Regions from separate parts of the Mus musculus genome. Here region 2 is linked to region 1. A link is a contact called in public Hi-C data. All regions are on one chromosome and are shown on one strand. The core of a region is the stretch at or near the end of the contact, and the rest is flanking DNA. Distances in the headings are between cores, read along the strand shown. Region 1 holds the start of Itih5 (inter-alpha (globulin) inhibitor H5). Region 2 overlaps Itih5 (inter-alpha (globulin) inhibitor H5).

The links. A called contact is a pair of places that touch in the nucleus more often than the background predicts.
Region 2: a Hi-C map of uterus shows a contact between it and region 1. The contact joins the enhancer-like site here to the promoter of Itih5 in region 1. A contact is called at or near these places in 1 of 39 promoter capture datasets (embryonic stem cells), 13 of 484 Hi-C or Micro-C datasets (the HL-1 cell line, Sertoli cells, beige adipocytes and 7 more), 4 of 115 datasets of contacts at active chromatin or transcription factors (astrocytes, double positive thymocytes, embryonic stem cells and 1 more) and 1 of 9 other capture datasets (adipose tissue).

What each region holds. Positions count from the first base shown.
Region 1 is chr2:10,151,047-10,155,973 of GRCm38.p6, forward strand. It overlaps Itih5 (inter-alpha (globulin) inhibitor H5), which reads left to right and starts at 2,497. Exons shown (of 14, transcript NM_172471.2): 1 at 2,497-2,709. The coding sequence starts at 2,620.
Region 2 is chr2:10,214,223-10,219,149 of GRCm38.p6, forward strand. All of the region lies in intron 7 of Itih5 (inter-alpha (globulin) inhibitor H5), which reads left to right. Among named protein-coding and RNA genes, the nearest start is that of Itih5, 63 kb to the left of the region's middle. Within about 2 kb of position 2,474, at least 88 of the 459 cell types and tissues checked have an H3K27ac peak or open chromatin away from gene starts, as enhancers often do. A contact at or near this core is called in adipose tissue, astrocytes, beige adipocytes and 4 more, where this site is marked.

The DNA of each region.
Region 1 (4,927 bases), core at 1,247-3,746:
ATACTGATCTGTCTTCATAGCCATCCTCAGCCATGGGCTAGACATACCTGCTAGAGGATATATTGGTTGTATATGCTAGAGGATATATTGGTTGTATATACTCATGGTTACACCGTTGATCTGAAGCTTCAGATGTCATGCTATTCCTGTATCATGGGATAACATAGCAACAAATATTGCTGGTCTGGAGGAAACATGAAACAAACCCCTAAACTCAAAGCACGCTCTCTCTTAAGTGTGTATTGTCACCGGGAGTGGTGGCTCATGCCTTCAATTCCAGCACTTGGGAGGCAGAGGCAGGTGGATTTCTGAGTTCGAGGCTAGCCTGGTCTACAGAGTGAGTTCCAGGACAGCCAGAGCTACACAGAGAAACCCTGTCTTGAAAAACAAAAACAAAACCAAAGCAAACAAACAAACAAACAAAAAGTGTGTATTGTCCTGGTCCACTATAAAGTCTATGGGTTGTAAGTGGGCCATTGTGAGCTGAGGCCCTTTAACAGACAGTGCAGAGCCTTTATCAAGGGGGCCAGTGTGGACAAGCCCTCTCCTTCCTTAGAACCTATCCACTCCATGTGTCTTTTGTCTCATTCCACTAATCAGAAGATTATCCCCGTGCTAACTGTGCAATGTACAATGCTAGAAGCTGTAAAACAGGCTGGTTTTCAAAGAACTTCTGATCTTGTCAAGAGATTGACTAAAAAGTAAAGGAGGTGTGTTTCAGTACCTTGGTTCCGGGAAGAGGGAGAAACCTCAGTCTAAAGAAAACAAAACACACTTCTTCATGTTGCTGCTGTGACTCTAAGCTAGAGAGTATTTGATAATAGGTAAAATGTGAAGCGGGGGTGGGGGTAGGGATATTGAGTATGGTCCTGTGTAACATTTCAGGATAAAAGGAATCTAAGAGATGAAGAAGATGGAATCCCTGGTCTGTTTAAGCCCCCAAATCATGGTAGCCATTACTGTCCCTCTTCCAATAACCTGATGTTGTCCATTGCAATGGGGACTCTCAGTTCACAAATAGTTATTCATCCCTGGGGGAGCTAGTGGAGAAGATCTGAGGGTTTTTTCCTTAGTGAGAATAGCAACTGTAAACAACCTGTTTGCTGCCAGGTTTCTATGTGGTTTCTGTGTGGAAACCTGGCTGGAGCAGCCTTTCTTCCTGCTGGCTGTGTGCCTTTTAAATTACTGGGTGATTAGGCTAATTAAATGATTAACGTTGACGACCAGGATCTTCCTTTCATTTATTTCACAGTAGCACCAAGTTTGCTTGTTCGAACTTCTCCTGATTTCTCTGCAGAACGAACACCATTGCTCTAAGAATAATAAGTGGGATGTTTTAAGAGGAGGTGGCTGCTCAAGCCATAATGCCTACTGTTGCTGATTTTTGTGAAGTGTATTCCTGTGTGTTTTTACCTAGTTATGATGTGTCAGTTGATGTGGTTCTGTGATCTGACATCCCTACACCCACCATCACACTGCCAACACTCTCTGTGTTTCTATAGACCTCATGATTATTATTGGCTGTCTAACGGGACATATCGTGCCTAGGATGGGGGCAGCCACTTCCCCATTTTTGGTCACAGAAGCCCGTTTCTCACCCTATCTAGATAGATGGAATTGCCAGAGACAGAGTATGTCTTTGAGACAACTGCCTTTTGCACTAAACACATAGCTACATTATTTGTGCACAGGGCAAAAAGACTGCCCCTCCCCCCACACCTACGGTTGCAAAAGGTCAGGCATGGCAGGTTCACCGGAAGTGGTTTTCCTGTGGCAAGTCAGAAATAGAACCAACATTCTGTAATCAAGATACATGCTACTCATTCCCCAGCTAAAATCCAAACAGGTTCAAATGTTCTATGTTCTCAAAAGCGAACGCAGGTTCTCTTTTCTGTCCTCCAATACCAGAGTTCATCAATTAAATGGGACAATGCAGCTTGTGTGCCTTAGACCATCAGTTGTCATCTCGTGTTATTTGTGACTCTAGCATTGGTGGCAGATACTAAGGGCGGGCCCCTGTCAACTTTAGACTTCAGGTGAGCTCTAAAAGCTGATCTGGGCAACAGGAATTATGCAAATCCTAAAGCGAAGGAAACCGGGGGATGAAGGGTTGGAGTGATGTACCTGGCAGCTACAGGCAGAGGAAACAAGTTCCACTGAAGTTTGTTGACTGCATGCAGGACAAAGTTCGCTTCGCTGTGCACTCAACTAGGGCAGGTCTGGAGTCTTTTCCTCCTGGAACCAAACATGGGAACCCAGTAGCTCCTCAAGCTGGAGGATGGAGGTGGTGGCCTGCAGAAAGCTGGCCTGCGGTCAACCTTGGAGCCCAGGGGAGGCAAAACTAGGATCATAGGGATCATAGGGTGAGTTGTGGGCGGAGCCAAGGATGCCCTCTAAACTCCCCAAGGGACAGAGAGGCGTGGCCTGGGGTAGTGGTAGTGCGGCGACAGGCGACAGGACTCAGGATGGCCTGAAGGGCATAAAGGGGGCGGGGACATTGATGGGCGGGGCTTTGGTGGAGGAAGGGCTGGATGCAGCGTGTTTCTCTGCAGCCGCGGCTCCTCCAACTCCCTGAAAAACCTTCGCTGTCCCAGAGAGGTCGCGCGCTCTGGCTTCGCCATGCTCCTGCTGCTAGGGCTGTGCTTGGGGTTGCCCCTCTTCTCAGAGTCCCAGGAAGAGGCAAGGAGTTGGGACGACACCTCGGAGCAAGTAAGTAGGGGAAAGAGCTGTGGGAGCCAGCGACTCTGTCCCTTCCCTCCATCTCCCTGGGGCTTATGGCTTCTGGACAGGCTGGAATTGATCTGTAGGATGCAAGGAAGGGGGGAGGGGGATCGCCTTCCTCTGGGTCTGCACTGTTTCTTTTCCCAGTCTTCAGCATGGGGACTTTCCCATCTGTTGGTCACTTGTGCTACTTCTGAGTGGTCCTCAGCGCCTGCTCCGTGCCAGATTCTCGCAGAGCCGTACATGGAACTTCAAAGTTGTGCAGAATCCAATGTTCTTGTTAGCTCCCGCTGCCTACCAGATTCCTATCCGTCCTTACAAATTTCTGAGAAGGCTCCTGCCCAGCAGTTCATTGAAAGTTTCCGAAAATCTTAGAAGTGTGAGATGGTTAACTGTTAGCTCTCACCCGGGAAGCGGGGGGGGGGTGGGGGGGGGGGTGGGGGGGTGGGGTCGATAGCTGATTAAAAGCCTTAAACTCCTGGAAACTTCAACACTCTCCACCCAAACATGGGAAAACCCAATTTGCCCTCTGGTTCTTATTAATTGTGAGTAGTTTACTGGAGGTCCCACAATTAAGCCAGTGTCAAGCTCAGGTACTTGGTGCATACGTCAGAGTTTGTGTTTTAAGTTCATAACCGCACAGATGACAACAGCTCTGCAAATGAAAAGGTTCAGTCCAGTGTCTGACCACTGGAAACGTTCCACGAAAACTGTCAAACAGATATGTCCTAACATCCCTGTAAGGATCCTGTAGGAGAAGCGAGCTTTTGTGGAGGTGTAGGAGAAAAGTAGGCTTGGGTCCAAAGAAAGGCTGGTCCCCACTCTGCCTACTCTGCCATTTACAGCTGTCCTGAGCACACTCCATATTTGAATGCAATGTATTTTCTCTGCAAGGCATGCTGTTCTATGGGGCTAGGGCTGGACTAAAGCCTGCTATTAACCCAGGCTGGCTTTGAACTCTCAGTCTTCCAGTCTGACTCTTCCAAATGCTGGGATTATAGGTGTGCATCGTGTCTGGCTTACAATTCCTTTTGAGCATATAGCAAGGACCTGGTATCCAGCAGGCACTCAATAAATGAGAGATATTTTATTGGTTAGGACTTGGCTACCTAGATCTGTATTCTAAACTGCCAGCAGGGTTGGCACTTGACATAGCTTCTGCTGGTAGGCTTCTACTGTGGAATTGCTGAGGGACGGAATTCAGAGTAAAGTTCTTGAAGCTTTGCGAGGGTGTAAGGGGAAGGGAATGTGGGAAGAACCAAGACAAAGAATCTTTCTGGGGACTAGAGATGGATTCAAGCCATGTTGTCTCCACGACTACAAGTGAGCTTAACACTTTCCAAGGTTTCTTTCTTAGAAAAAACATGGGATTTGGTGATTTCCTGTTATTTCCAACCCATGGCAACATTTATCTTGAAAATGACTAAATCAGACAAAACACACACACACACACACACACACACACACACACGCAAGTGAGAGAGAGAGAGAGAGACAGAGAGACAGAGAGACACAGACAGAGACAGACAGAGACAGAGACAGAGACAGAGACAGAGACAGAGACAGAGACAGAGACAGAGAGGAGCGGGCAGGGCTCTGGGTTAGAGACAGGACCAGCTTGGCCCCAAGGCAGATTACTTGCCTGGGATGAATGAGGTCTCTGAGTTCGATCCCAAGAACTGATAAGAAAAAGACTGAAGAGCTGATGTACTTAGCATAGAACCTGAGAATGTAGCCACTGTTTTAATCTCAAAAATTATAACCTCTGAAGCTATGTGTAAACTTAGAAAACTCGTAAAATGTAATAAGTGATCTGCGGAGACAATTAGACCAGTAGGAAGCTTGCTTATAAGCATGTGGACTTGAGTTCAATCCCCAGACCCCCTATAACAAACAAAGAAACAAACAAACCCAAACCGGGCAGGGCATGATGACCAACTAGCAATCCTAGTGAAGGGGAGGTGGAGACAGGTGGATCCTGGGATTTGTAGCCAGTCTGACTTGCTTGACAAGTTCCAAGCCAGCGATCCTATCTCAAAAACAGATAGACAAAGCGTTAGGAATGACAGTCTTTCTCACACGCGCACACACACACACACACACACACACACACACACACACACACTGGAGCTCTGGTGTATGTACATTTGATGTTAATTGTAATGTAACTGAACATGTTTATTGACTTACATGGCAGTTCTGATCA
Region 2 (4,927 bases), core at 1,224-3,723, 63 kb after region 1:
AGACCAGAGGTCAATGTTAGATGGCTTTTTCAATTATTCTTCATTTTACTTTTTGAGACAGAATTTTTCACAGACCCTGGCACTTGCCATTAGACTAGCCTGACTGGACAGTAAGCGCTGGTGCGCCTCCTTCCTGTTTCTGTCTCCCAGCCTGAATTGTAGGCATATACAGCTATGCCAAGTCTTTGTGTGTGTGTGTGTGTGTGTGTGTGTGTGTGTGTGTGTGTGTGTGTGTGTGTTAGGGATCTGAACTCAAGAAGCACATACTGACTGAGCCATCTCTCTGGCCCCGCTCTGAATACACCTCACCATTTAATCATTTGACAATCCAATGAAGAAATAGGTATTGTCACCTCCTTTTTATCTAGGATATGGTGATGAGCAGGAACATGACATCAGTAGTCTGAAATACACAGAGTTAAAAAAAGAAAGTTAATATTCAAATTGGCCCCAAGCCTACCTTAAGCTCCCTATTGTAACATCAGTCAGGAACCACCTTTGGTCCCTGAGTCCCCACCTGCTCCTGTTGACATGCATCATGATGGAGAAAGCTGTGCGGTGCAGGGGAATAGATACAGAGATCACCTCCCCGAGGCTCCAGCCAGCAGCTGGGTGCTGCAAAAAAAAAAAACCAATGAAGTGATTCTGCTTTGGAGCATGGAGTAAGTGACTTGTTCTCATTTAACATGAAGTACGCCTTGGGTGTGAACAGGGCTGCGTATTCCTTCACTCTCATGATTTGCTTGGATGGTTTGAACCTGAGCGTGAAGTTCGCCGAAGTGCTAAGCGAGGACATGTCTGTGACGGTTCAATAATGTCCAAAAAGTCTAGCACATGCTCTTCATGATCCAGTGAACCTGTTACATTTTTGAAAGAGAAGATTCTAGAAGATATCAGGGTATAGATGATGTAGCTTTTAAGTGATAGAGATCAAGAGGGGTCGTGTACAAAGGTCCAATAACTGGGAGAGGAGAGACGGACGTGAGCTGTGGGATGCAAAGGCTCTCACCAGACATGCAGTGTGCTGTGTACAGGAGGATGCAGCTTCCAGAATTAATGATGACTCTCAGGAAGAAGGTGTGTTGCAAACCCCCAAGGAGAGTACGCCTAAACATCGGGAGGGACTAGAAGGAAATGATCTTGTGGCATCACACAAAGGAAAATTAGTATAAAGCACTGGGCATCCCGAGTGTCTGTTTAGATACTGGACAGCACTGTTCGCATCCCCATTGGAAGAATTCCTGGGGATTTGTGAACTTCCTAGATAGGAGTAAATAGATAACTTCAGGTAGGTTAGTACCATCGTAACTTTTGAAGTGATATATTTTTATGTTATTTGTGTGAGTGTCTGCCTGAATTATGTATGTATGGTGCATGTCAGGTACCCACAGAGACCAGAAGAGGAAGTCAGTCCCTTGGAACTCAGTTACAGATGGCTGTGAGTGCTGGGAACCAAACTTACATCTTCTGCAGGAGCAGCCAGCTCTCTTAATCTCTGAGCTGCCTCTGCACCCCCAGAAGTCATGGTAACTACTTATGACCACTGTTTATGCCCGCTTGTTTGTTTATGTGGTGCTGGGATTTGAACCCAAGACTTCACGCACGCTAGGTAAGCACTGTACCCCTGAGCTACAATTCCAGCCCAGCAGCTCTACTACAGTTCTGTAGAGGAGTCATAGATAACGCGCTTAAGTAGGAGTGTCGTGTTCCAATTAAACTTTTTTCTCAGCACGAACTGAGATCTGGGTTCTTCCATGAGTCCCAGTGTGTTGACTTATCACCTAGTGCAATGACTAAGCCGCATGTGGCTTGGGTCATTTCATTTTGCTATTCTTATCTAGCTGCCCTTGCCAACAGGGTATGCATGTTTCAGAAATATATTACAAAATAGAGATCTAGGACATGAGGCAGTGTATAAGGACAAGGAAAATGTGTGTGTGTGTGTGTGTGTGTGTGTGTGTGTGTGTGTGTAAGTCTGTCTGTCTGTTTGTCTGAGCCAAGATATGAAGTAATTAATAGATGAACAAAGGCCAAAATAGTTCTCTCAGGCCATTCCCAAGACCCAAGATCTATAGTTTCAAGGAAAAAAATGTTCTCCCACATTGACATCATAGATACTTAAGTTTTCAGTTATTCAGTGGGTATGTAAGTGTCTGAAAGTGTGTATGCACTATACCACTGAAGCGGGGGTCAGAGAACAGCATGCTGGAGAAGTTTTTCTTTCTCCTTTTACCACGTGGGTCCCCATAGTAGAATTTAAGTCAACCAGAAGGCAGCAAAGACCTTTACCTACCAGCACATCCTGCTATCACACAGCTAATGTTAAATAACTTGGAGTCACCCCATTTAACAAGTTGTTTTTGAGGCACTGAAGATTTATGTAAATGAGGTCATGTTTCCAAGCACGGAGCATTCTGAACGCAGCTTCTGGCTGCCACACAAAGAACGCTTGTGGGTCAGCGCTCCAGCACTCTCCCTTCAGCCAAGCAGGCTGCAGTCTGTCAGCATCAGAAATCAAGGCACCAGCTGCTAATGGCTTCTCTCTTTCTGCTTCCTGAAAACAATTTCCCCCCTACTCTCCCACTGGGATTGGCAAAGTTCTCCTACAAAAGGGCTATAGAGAGGCTGAAAGGGAACCACTGCAGGTAACAGAGAGATAAACACTGTAAGCCAGAGACTTAGATTCTCATCGAAAAATGCTTGTCTGAGTGTCAGAAATCTTTGTCAATCCAGGGACTTCACAGCCTTGGCTGAGTGATTAAAACTACAACTTAGTAAATTCCTCAGAGCTGACAGGGTGCAGCCACCCCCTTCTCTTGTTCAGGACACCTGACTCTCTCCCCTCAATGGTATCCATCTTGGTTTTGACCCCAGACTCAGATTCTCCAAGCATATGACTTTGTGCTGTCAGTAGGTTGTGAGTTGGGGTTGAGGTTTGGGGGGTAGTTTACAGAGATAACTGGGCTCCTGATCTCACAAGAATCCAAAAGAAACAGAATAAGATAAAATCGCCACGCAAAATCCTCAACAACAGAGATGGAAGCTTTGGCAACTGTACCACAGGGTGGGTAACGGTTCTTAGGGATGAGATGAGTGTATATGTGGTGGGGGCAGGGGAGGACAGGAATGCTGAGTTAGAAGGTGTCTTGGAAGTTGTTTGAGTGAATGAGATGAGCATGGGGGAAAAGACCTGTGCAGGCAGACTGGTAGCATCTACAACAACATGGAGTGATAAACTTAGTGTTAACGTTCAACACAACAGAATCTAGAATGATCTGAGAGACAGGACTCTGAGCATGTCTATGGGAGAGTACCTTGATTACACATTAATTGATGTGGGAAGACCCATCTTAACTGTGAGTGGGGCCATTCCTTGGACAGGGATCCTGTGTCAAACAGGAAGTGGGCCACATTCTGTGCACACCTCCATTACTCTCTGGGTTCTGGTTGGGGATGCTCAATGTGCAGCCACTTCCTGTTTCCACAGCTGCCCCAGCTTTCCCATCATGAACCGTGAGACAGAATATACCTTCTCTACATGAAGCTGTCTTGTCAGCTTGCTTTATGGCAGTGGCTGGGAAAGTAATCTGTGGAGACAGAGAACAAGTAGATTCAAGAAAGAATGTCCCACTGTAAGCCACGTTAATAGAGGACATTAGCATTTTGCTGGGGAGGAGAAATGCTGAACATTCTCACATTATTCAAATCCATGCCGTTGTGTAGATAGTGAAAGAATCCTGGGGATAAGAAAGAGCTGAGTCGCAAAAAAATATTAATGACAGAGGAGAGAAAGGAGGAGCTGTCCTTGGATGCAGTTTTCTTGGCAGAACAGGGATGTGTTTGCTGGAGGAAAAACGCAAAGGAAGGTTGGAAACAAGAAATTAATGTGCTACAGTTGGAAGGGTCCAGTGATAGCTTTGATAGTTTTGGAGTGGATGATATGAAAACTTTCCTGACACAAATATTTGTAAAGAAAATCAAAACAGAACAAGAGCTTCAAGTGTATAGCCGAGCTGCCAAACAAGCAAACTGCACCATAGACTCTCACACTGAAAAGCCGCCACAAGTGGTGGCTCACATCTATAATCCCAGCACTTTCGAGGCTGAGGCAGGAGCCTGGCTGTGCACTACATAGTAAGTTGTAGGCCAGTTTTAGAGTGAAATCCTGTTTCAAAATGGGAAAAGGGGAGATGGAAAGGATAAGAGAAAGAAGAAAGGTTCACTGAGAGCAAGTGGAGAGCATCTAAATTAAGCACTGCTCCTTCAGAGGGTGTTAGTCTCCACAGCTGGAGGGCTGAGCATCACCATGGGAACAACAGATGACACCGTGGGCCCTCACAGATAGAGAGTTGAGCTTGATATCTTGCACAGAGTTTGTTCCTTTGAAGGATCCACCTCCCTATAACATGAAAAAAATGTCTACCCACTATTGTGAGACCACAAATGGTGATTTGCCTCTGTAGTCCACAGGCCTGCTTGGGATGGGCGAGGGGGCTTTATTCATAACCATGAGTTGAAAGTAAAATAGACCTGAAGATATTTGGGATGGTGATCAAACTATGCAGTCGAGTGAGATCAAGGAACTCTCCGATAATGTATATAAAGGCCTTCGGGGCCTATGACAACCCAGAAGTCCTTAGCAGAAGCTTCTGGAGAGATATAAGTCCACGTTTCGGTCTCCTTTCAAGTAAATCCCTCTCAGGAGGTCCTCTCGGATACCCTTCCCCAGGCTCCTAAAACCAGATAGCGCAGAACAGAAGAATTAAGGGAGCTGCCACAGACCTTGGAACCATGTTTGAGTATGGAAGCCTGAAGGGGAGTAAGTACTCTGTAATTAAGAACCTCATGAATTGTATTTCCAGCAGACTAAGAGAAAAGTGATACAACTCTCCAGGAGGGGAGAGATGCCAAGCCTGGAGATGTGGAC